2 separate regions of the Hordeum vulgare genome follow, and region 1 is linked to region 2. The links are chromatin contacts, called in public Hi-C maps. All regions are on one chromosome and are shown on one strand. The core of a region is the stretch at or near the end of the contact, and the rest is flanking DNA. Distances in the headings are between cores, read along the strand shown. Region 1 holds the start of LOC123444186 (glycosyltransferase BC10-like). Region 2 holds the start of LOC123444183 (G-type lectin S-receptor-like serine/threonine-protein kinase LECRK1).

Region 1 (5,170 bases), core at 1,500-3,999, 390 kb before region 2:
GCAAAACAACAGCTACTAAATGCAACATTTTGGCCTATAGCTTCATATGGAGCTTGTCTGAGTAAACTGCATAGCAACCTGACCTAAAATAAGTACTTACAGCATTCACCAGCTTTTGTCCAAGCAAAGCATTGGTCACAACCATCTGCAATTATTAGGTAAAACCAAACACAATCATTACTGTGATGTGCACAAAAGCATGACGGATCAGTAGGATGTATTAAAACAAGATATCTCTTATTGTAAATAACTGGCATAATTCAGTATAAGCTAGTTTAAGCACATTTCTATAGTGTTTTCACAACATCAATGGATGGAGTCAAATAATAATTTAAAAGATTCAGAATCAATTTGCATCGGTCATGCATATAAGCTAAAGATAAACATTGCTGCTGATCAAATGTAAATGTGTGGACAAGACCTTTAGTTCGGATAGACATGATATAGCATGTATCTGATTCAGCACAGTAGTTACAGCTGAAAAGCATGCTACATCTTGCCTCACACTTATCCAAGGGTGTATAAAGGATAAATTCTTATTGTTTATCACAGTCATAATGACATAATCACTGCAGCACACATAATCATATCTCCAACTAGGGAATGTAAAGGCCAGGCTTTCATATACATGTACTTAACGAAAGGACACAACACATTTTCTATTGCTAGCATTATTTGTTAAACGAATTGTAAGTTTAAGATTCAAGGCCGTAGCACATGAAGAGGAACTCAAACAAACACATCCAAAAACAATGTAACATTTACTTCACGTCAAGGATTAGAAAGGGCGAAAATAAGGTAAGCGGAAATTCCAGCATCCACATCACCAGAACAACAACTACCTTACAATGCTTTCTGAATACTTGAAAGACATGCTTGTCACCAACAACAACCTCTGCGTGCTTTCTGATTAACATTACCCACTGAAATGAGATGGCAGATGGATTCAGAGTTAAGCTCTTAAACAAGTATGAAAAATCTACAGCAAAAAAGAAAGCCATGAAATCACAAGAACCTGTGATCCTTTCCTCCATTTATCCTTTCGAATGACGGGAGACATGTTTGGATTATAGCGCTTCTCTGCCTTGTCAGTGAAACTGAAGACAAAAAAACTCATTTTAGAAACTTCAGGCTTAAACATTGCATCTTCTATGGAAATTTGGGAAGTTGCAAAGTAGCATATCGTATCTTTCCATTACCTATCCACAATACTTTTAGGTGAACCCATCAAGTAAGTATATGTGTAGCTGAAGTTGTACAAAGGAACACAACTGAAACAGAAATCGATGAAATGTTAAAATTTAAACTAGGAACTGCAGACCTTCAAAATAATCAATTGATGCTTGTACTGACAAAGGGAAGCAAACCCAAACTACAATGCGGAGGCATGCATACTAAGGAATGAAAAATAAAATCTCTGAAAAAGCTCTCTCTCAGTTTGGACATGTATGAATGCTTCATACTTAATACAGTAAGTCAAGCAACGATTAGTCCCTTGTGGAAGCACACAAGCGAACCAAGCAACAAGGAATCAAAATCACAGAATGGGTCCATTACTCCAACAATAATTTTCCCACCATCATCTAGCAATTTCCGAGTAAAAAGGATGTTACCCCCACGGTGGTCCTCTGAATAAGCACCACAGCTGGAAACCAGAATACCAATGCATCACTTAGAAGACTACCCACTTCAATTCTACAAAATGGAATCGGATGTACCAATCTAAATGAGTCCGTGATAAATAGATAACCTACTCGAGTTCACATGTAAATTACCGTTATTAAATATCCAGTTATTTAATTGATCACTAGTGGCAACTACAGTTTAAGCCCCTGTTACATTTATACTAGTATGCTAAATAAGGTAACGAGATCACTGCCTCCGAAGAAAAATCAGTACATACACTATGGGAAAAGTAACTTACCTATCCGAGAGCAAAACAAACCGCTGGTTGGCGGGATCCTCAAGCGCAGCGGCGAACAACATCTTCTCCGCCTGGACCATGGTTGGTTCGCCCCACGCTACCTGCAGGACGCAACCATATTTCCCCAACTCAAAATCGAACCCCGATCACAGCAACCAGATATGAAAAAAGTCGGTAAGAGGGTCAACCTTGACGGCCCTCGCGAGTTGACGCCCGTAGAAGTACGGCGATCCGGTGGTGGTGCGGTCGAGGACGAACCCCGGCGCCGAGTGCACGTACACCGAGAACCTCCCCTCCTCCCCATTCTGCCGAAACACGCGACGATCAGAACCAGACGTAAGGAACGAGTCACGGGAGAGGCCGCTGGGTGCTTACGCGGAAGAAGGCGTCCCAGAGGAAGTCGAGCGGCAGGCCGGCGCGGGCGAGGAAGAGGAAGGCCACCTTCCCGGGCCCCGCGGAGGGCGGCAGCGCGGCGAGCGGCGCGGCGGGGGGCTGGGTGCGGAGGAACGCCGCGAGGAGGAGCAGGAAGGAGAGCGGCGCGGCGAGGCGGAGGCAGAGGCGGGCGCGCGCGCGGCGGCCGGCCGGGAGGGCCAGCGCCCACGGGGCGGCCGGCCTCTTGGCCCCCGGCATCAGCGGGCGCGGCAGCAGCTGACCCGGCGCCGGCGTGGGCCTCGGCGGCATTCAAACCCGGAACGGGGGGTTAGAAGGCAGAGCGTGGCGTTTCGGGCACGCGGGGCGCCGCGGGGGGTCGGTGGGGAGCTGGAGACGGGCGGTGTGGTGTGCGGTGGTGTGGCGCCGTGTTACTTTTCGCCTTGCTTTTGCTGAGCTTCTGGTGCGATTTTTCAGTTCTCGTGACGCGCGCGGGTTCGGTGACTCTGTGGGGGCGGGGCGGTGTTGGCGATCCGCGGCGTGGCGGACCTCGCGGTGGGCCAGCTGGCGAGGGCGTTGGGATCTGTGACCCGGCTGCTGAGGTGCTGAGATAACATTTTGTTTCGAATGAGCTCTTGGATTTGGAGATCCGACGATGACGGGTGGGTCTTGGGTCTTGCCGAACCCTCGGGAATTTCGTGTCAAATTAACAATATCATTTACCGAAATACTTTTTTTTTATATATATACTTTTTACTTCCTCCGTTCCTAAATATAAGTCCTTTTAAAGATTTTATTAATAGACTACATATGTATATGTATATAGACATACTTTAGAATATAGATTCATTCATTTTGTTTCGTATGTAGACCACTAGTAAAATCTCTTAAAAGACTTATATTTAGGAACGGAGGGAGTATATTAGAATTAACTGAAATCAAATTTTAATAAATTTAATTAAGTTTATAATAAACAATATAAATATTTGTGTAACAAATCTATATGATGTAAAAGTACATTCAATAATGAATCTAATGATATTGGCTTGTTGTTGTATATGCTAATGTTTTTTCTGTAAACTTTAGTAAAGTTTAACTTTGACCAAACATAATACAAGGAGTAAATAAAAACGGAGGAAGTACTAAAAAAATTAACGTGAGATTTTAAGCATAACAAAACAAACATTTTTCATGGCAAATTTATTGTCGTATAATGGATGACATGCAAATATCCCCAAGGATCCTCCTCCCCCATGGCAGCGCCGCCCCACGTCTGATGAATACAACCATGAAGATGAGTCGGTCCGCATCACGAACACAGTTGAGTGAAGATGAGTCGGCCCGCATCACCAACACAGTTGAGTGAGACGCAACAGGTGTTAAGGCAAAATCTACGCCCGCGGGTGGCCTAAAAAGGGCAGTACACAACTTCCAAGATCACCCTGCTTGCCAAAGTTGCTCTTGTTTCTTATGTCGGCGTTGTCGCGCGCTCCGTTGTGGCATCTGATCCGGGCAAAACAAGACTATCAAGGATTGACATCCCGCGGATGCAGTGGAAGGAGCACGTGTTGCTGGAACTGCCCAAAACCAATACTTATCAAATTTCAACATGGGGAATGGCTTTAAGGTGGTGGTGGCGGCTGTAACACCCATGGAGGAAGAGGGGTAGGTGAATACCAGGGTGCATGTGAACCAGCCCCCTAAAGCGAGGGAACCAAGTCTCACGGAGGTCGCGTAAAATGGAGGGGGGGGAAACAGGTGGATCTGTAGTGAAAACTCACTCTCCCTTCTCGGTGCCAAGCGTGTCGTCGTCCCAAACATTGACAACACCGGAGTCCACGACCCGTCACCCCTAGCATCTACGGGTCTGTCCAAGGCCATGGGAGGGCAGGTGGTGCTCAATGTTATGTCTCCAGCGTATCTACTTTTTGAAACACTTTTGCTCTTGTTTTGGACTCTAATTTGCATGATTTGAATGAAACTTCTCCGGGGTGATGTTGTTTTCAGCAGACCTTCCATGGTATTGTTTTTGTGCAGAAATAAAAGTTCTCGAAATTGGATGAAAATTTCTGGAGTTTTTATGGAATATAAAAAAAATACTGGAGCGAAGATCCACCGGAGGGGCCCGCGAGTTGCTCACAAGGCAACAAGGCACGCCCATCCCCTAGGGCGCGCCCTGTTACCTTGTGGGTCCCGTGAGGCTTCGCTGACCCTAATTTCAAGCTTATATATATTCCTATTTGTTGAGAAAAAGAAGAGGGAAGTTTTATCGCCTTTCACGAGATGGAGCCGCCGCCACCTCCTGTTCTTCCTCGAGAGGGCTGATCTGGAGTCTGTTTGAGGCTCCGGAGAGGGGGGTTCGTCTCCGTTGTCATCATCAACCCTTCTCCATCAACAACTCCATGATGCTCACCATCGGGAGTGAGTAATTCCTTTGTAGGCTTGTTGAACGGTGATGAGATTGGATCATATTTATCATGTAATTGAGTTATTTTGATAGGGCTTGATCCCTAGTATCCACTATGTTGTGAGAATTATGTTGCTATGACTTTTGCTATGCTTAATGATTGTTACCAGGGCCTGAGTGCCATGATTTCAGATCTGAACCTATTATGTTACCATGAATATGAGAGTGTTTTGGATCAATCTTGGAAGTTATATGCACCTATTACGTGTCATAATCAACGTACCCCAAGGTGACAATAATTGGGATTGTTTCCGGTGATTACCGTAGTTTGAGGAATTAATGTATCCAATATGTGTTAATGCTTTGTTTGGTTCTCTATTAAAAGGAGGCCTTAATATCCCTTAGTTTACTTAGGGACCCCGCTGCCACGGTAGGGTAGGACAAACGATGACATGCAAGTTCTTACTATA
Region 2 (5,546 bases), core at 1,579-4,078:
AGTGCGTTAGCCATACCATCACAGACCTTGGCAGTAGGGCAATACTACCTACCGCCGGACCCGTTGGTAGTAGAGTTGCACGACCTACCGCTCAATTTGGTTTCCTAGAAGCAACATTACCATTTTGGGGGTTTGGGATGTTAAACCCTACCGTCGGACACGTTGGTGGTAGCGTATAACAACCTACCATTCCTGGTAGCTGGCAGTAGACTGTTTATTCATGTCAGCAACCACCAACAATCGTCAGCGACTGCCGTTAGCCCTTCCATTAGAGACCTTGGCAGTAGGGTAATACTACCTATCGCTGGACCTGTCGACGGTAGAGTTTCACGACTACTGCCCAGTTTTGTTCCTTAGAAGCAACATTACCATTTTTAAGGTTTGGGATGTTAAACCCTACTGCCGGACGCGTTGGCGGTAGTGTATAAGAACCTACCATCCCTGGTAGTTGACGGTAGACTGTTTATCCACATCAGCAACCACCAACGATTGTCAACGACTACTGTTAGCCTACCACCAATGACCCTGGCGGTAGGGTAATACTACCTACCGTCGGACTCGTTGCCGATAGAGTTGTACGACCTACCGTCCAATTTTGTTCCTTAGAAGTTAGAAGCAACATTACCATTTTTGGGGTTTGGGATGTTAAACCCTACCGTCACACGCGTTGGCGGTAAGGTATAACAACCTACCATTCCTGGTAGCCAGCAGTAGAATGTTTATCCACGCCAGCAACCACCAACGATCGTCAGCGACTACCGTTAGCCCTACCATCCGAGACCGTGACGGTAGGGTAACAATACCTACCACCGAACTTGTTGGCGTTAGAGCTCCATGACCTACCGCCCAATTTTGTTCGATAGAAGCAACATTCCCATTTGGGGGGTTTGGGATGTTAATCCCTACCATCAGACACATTGCCGGTAGGGTATAACAACCTATCATTCCTGGTAGTTGGCGATAGACCGTTTATCCAGGTTAGCAATCACTACATGATCGTGAGCAACTGTCATTAACCTACCATCAAAGACCCTGACGGTAGGTAGTTATACCTACTATCACTGAGCTAGGGTAGGAAACAAAAATGATAAACATACAAAGAGTTACACACGGTTACACACTGACTATCATTCTTTCTTGGGAAAATCTAATTAACAGCGCCGCATCTCGGCATCACCATGTTGCGGCTGCGCAAGCATGCATTGTGTTCTCTTCCCATGCATGCATGCATGCATGCAATGATTCATCTCTAAATGATTGGAATTCAAAAACTTTTATCTCTTAAACCATTAATTCGATCGATGATCCGTTTTCGCCATTGACTTTGTTTTGACGAAATCTTCAAAACTAGATCCATGTCGACATATTTCGACAACTTTTTTTTTACTCGTACTTACCATATTTGTTGCACTTACTTGTCATATTAGTAAGTACTTACTTGTGTGATAAAAAATAATTTAATCGTCATATTTTTTGGAGATTGCATATAAATATGACATCTCGACATAATCAAACTAGCAAACACAAACAACTTTTTATAGGCGATTACGCGCGAAAATATGACAACTCAACATATTTAAAATCGATGACCACAAGAAATCTTTTTTGGTCATCGTTTGTAAATATGACAACTCGACATACTTAAAACTAACAAGCACACAAAATAGTTTTCTCGCAAAGTTATATGTAAATACGACAAATTAGCATATTTAAATTGGCAAACACAACCTATTACATGCTTTTTATATCATGCATAATAGAAACTGCCACAAGGCTTTATACGAAACAACATTAAAAAATGGCAATCAAGTTATTTTTCCCAGACAAGTAAGTGGTTAATAATATGTCAAGTGGGGTCAAAAAATATGACAAGTTTGAACTGAAAAAAATAATTATCAAAACATGTCGACGTGGGATCTAGTTTCGAAAAACTCGTCGCGAGAAAGTCAATAGTGAAAACGGATTATCGATTGAATTAACGGTTTTATAGATAAAACTTTTTGAATTTTAAACATCAAAGGGAATTGGGCTCAACCGACTGTTTAAGGAGCCGCCGCATGGAAGAGCATATATGCGGCGCCGTCGCTAGTCAATCTCTTTTTTCTTTTTAACTAATCTCTCCTCCCCTAATTTTTAATAAGGATGGGGTCTCATCCCTTTTAACCTCCAATCAAAATTCTTCTGGGTATAAAATTTTTATAAACTTATGTACGTGTAGCATTACTTGTAGGAAAAGGGTCATATTACAATGAAAAAAATCCATCTCGCTTAAGTTTTCAAGAAGGGTCGAGATAGTGATTTCGGCCGCCTGTGGATGTTCATGAAAAAAAAAAGTCCATACGCAGTCTCCCTTCTCGTGGTCCACATGATGCCCGGTTTCACGGAAAAGTCGCAGCCACGATATTGCTCGACAAGTGCTTCCGATGGTGTTGCTTCGTTGGCAAATCAAGATGCAACAGAAACTCTAATGGGAATCGTTCGGCCGGTCGCACACATGCGGGCGTTCGTTGACTTGATATCTAACTTTCTTCATTTAAAATTGTTGCAAACGACATTATATTTGCTATAAACGTTTTGTTTTGCTACATCTGTCCGCTAAAAAGCTCATTCATGGTTGATTGCAACTTCAGTTCGTTGGATTTTCGTTACAATCGCTATTTTTTACTTTTGCTACAACTGTGTTAATTTTGCTATAACCGGCATCATTCTTTGCTGCAACCGTTCACTAAAAAAGTTACATTCACGTCACGTAGATATTTTCCACAACCGGTGTTTGACTTTTGCTACCGCGCACCATCAACTTCGTTTTTTTGTTACGACCACGTAGATATTTTTCTTACTACAAATTTTATTTTTTGTTGCAACCATTGAAAAGATTGCTGCATCGAACGAAAAAATATTGCATGAAGTGGTTGGTGGATCCTAAAGTTTCGGCCGGCAGATTAGTTCTAATGTACATTTCTGACTAAGGATTGACTTGCTGTTGAGTGATTTGCAGTATCAGCATCACCAATTCATCATACACGCACTAAGCGACCCCCCACCGAGCATTCGCCCAGCAAGCTCATCATCATCCATCCATGGCGGCCAAGCCTTTCCATCTGCTCTTCTACTTAACACTAGTCATCCATGTTTCCCTCCAAGTGTCATTCGCGCAGACGAACATCACATCAAGGTCCCCCCTACTGGCTGCCGCCGGCGCCGGCTGGTCGTCCCCGTCGGGCCGCTTCTCCTTCGGCTTCTACGCCACGGACGGCGGCCTCGCCATCGGCGTCTGGCTCGCCACCGCGCCCAACGTAACGGTCACGTGGACCGCGAACCGCAACGACACGCCGGACACGGGCGGCTCGCTGATGCTCACCTACGACGGCCGCCTCATCTGGATCGGCGCGAGCATCAAGGACAGGCCGGTGGCAGTCCCGTCCCGGCCGGCTGTCTCCGGCGCCATGCTCGACGACGGCAACTTCGTCCTGTACGGCGCGGACGCGTCGGTGGTGTGGTCGACGTTCGCGTCCCCGACCGACACCCTGCTCGCCGGGCAGGACCTCGTGCCCGGGGCTCAGCTCTTCTCCAGCGTGTCGGACACCACGAGGGCCACCGGGAAGTACCGGCTCACCAACCAGCAAAACGACGGCAACCTCGTGCTGTACCCGGTGGGCACGAGCAACGTGGCAGCCGCGGCGTACTGGGACACGGTGACCTTCCAGATCGGCTTCCCCCTCACCCTGCGCCTGGATGCCAGTGGCGTGCTCTACCAGGCGAACAGCAACGGCAGCTACACCAACAACCTGACGCGACCCGGAGCCGCAAAAGCTGGGGAGCAAGCCCACTACCGTCTCACGCTTGACCCTGACGGAGTTCTGCGTCTGTACCGCCACGCCTTCGTGTCCGGCGGCGCGTCAAAGGCCGACGTCCTATGGAGCACACCGAGCGATCGGTGCCTTGTCAAGGGAGTTTGTGGGTTCAACAGCTACTGCGTCCTCGATCGCGACGGGCAGCCTACCTGTCTGTGCCCGCCTGGGTTCGGTTTCGTCGACGCGAGCAACGCCGCGCTCGGTTGCACGGTGAACTCCAGCGCCGGCCAATGCAAGGGGGGACAACAAGACGCCGCAGGCTTCTCCATGGCGCCCACGCCCAACATGTCATGGGCGGACACGCCGTACGAGGTGATGGGCGCGGGCACGAGCGCGGCCGACTGCCAAGCGGCGTGCCTGGGCGACTGCTTCTGCGCCGCGGTGCTAAGGGACGCCAACGACGGCACGTGCACGAAGCAGCAGCTCCCTCTGCGGTACGGCCGCGTGGGCGGCGGGTACGCGCTGTCCGTGAAGACCGGGGGAGCGGCGAACCCGACGCCGGGCGGCAGCGGCAGGGACACCAACCACAGATCCGTCGGCGTCGGGCGCGCGACCACCATCGCGCTGGTTTGCATCGGCGTTCTAGCATGCGTCGCGTTGTCCGCCTTGATCGCCTCCGCGCGGCTGCTCCGGGCGAACTGGAGGATCTTACACCGGCACGTGGCGCTCGCGAACGCCGACGCCGGCGAGGGCTTGGAGGAGGAGACGGCGCCCCTGAGATCGTACACCTACCAGGAGCTGGAGCGCGCGACGCACAGCTTCCGGGACCCTCTGGGCCGCGGCGCGTTCGGCACGGTGTTCAAAGGGGCGCTGCGCAACGGCGAGAAGGTCATCGCCGTGAAGCGGCTGGAGAAGCTGGTGGAAGACGGCGAGCGGGAGTTCCAGAGAGAGGTGCGCGCCATCGGGCGGACGAGCCACCGCAACCTGGTCCGCCTCCTGGGCTTCTGCCACGAGGGCGCGAGCCGCCTCCTCGTCTACGAGTTCATGAGCAACGGCTCGGTGGCGGACCTGCTCTTCAAGGGCGGCGCATCCCGCGCGCCGGCGTGGCCCGGCCGCCTAGGCATCGCGCTCGACGTGGCGCGGGGCCTGCACTACCTCCACGACGAGCTGGACAGCCGCGTGATCCACTGCGACGTCAAGCCGCAGAACATCCTCATGGACGCGGCCGGCACGGCCAAGATCGCCGACTTCGGGCTGGCGAAGCTGCTGCAGCCCGACCAGACGCGCACTTTCACCGGCGTCCGTGGCACGCGCGGGTACCTGGCACCCGAGTGGTACAGGGGCGCCGGGCCGGTCACGGTGAAGGCGGACGTGTACAGCTACGGCGTGGTGCTGCTCGAGATCGTGACGTGCAGGAGGGGCATGGAGATGGAGGAGGCCGGCGAGGAGCGCACGCTGAGGGAGCTGGCGTACGAGTGCCTGCTGAGGGGTGAGGTGACGAGGGCCATGAACAGCGACGAGGTGGTCGACGCGGCGGCCATGGAGCGGGCGGTGAAGGTTGGGATCTGGTGCGTGCAAGGAGAGCCTGAGTCGAGGCCGTCCATCAAGAGCGTCATCTTGATGCTGGAAGGACATTTGGAGGTGCCATTTCCACCGCCTCCCGCTTCCTATTGATGTGTGTATATGATGGTAGAGAAATGCAGCTGAATTTAGTTCACTATATGTAGGTTTTTGTAGAGATCAACAATATGA

The links. A called contact is a pair of places that touch in the nucleus more often than the background predicts.
Region 1: a Hi-C map of seedling shows a contact between it and region 2, with 2.2 times the contacts expected there. The contact joins the promoter of LOC123444186 here to the promoter of LOC123444183 in region 2. A contact is called at or near these places in 3 of 6 Hi-C or Micro-C datasets (leaf and seedling).

Annotation. Positions count from the first base shown.
Region 1 is chr3H:447,548,427-447,553,596 of MorexV3_pseudomolecules_assembly, reverse strand. LOC123444186 (glycosyltransferase BC10-like) reads right to left here and starts at 2,749. Exons shown (of 11, transcript XM_045120823.1): 1 at 2,300-2,749; 2 at 2,113-2,229; 3 at 1,925-2,025; 4 at 1,200-1,271; 5 at 1,016-1,097; 6 at 843-923; 7 at 101-145. The coding sequence starts at 2,605.
Region 2 is chr3H:447,157,979-447,163,524 of MorexV3_pseudomolecules_assembly, reverse strand. It overlaps LOC123444183 (G-type lectin S-receptor-like serine/threonine-protein kinase LECRK1), which reads left to right and starts at 2,828. Exons shown (of 1, transcript XM_045120820.1): 1 at 2,828-5,546. The coding sequence starts at 3,081. The coding sequence ends at 5,468.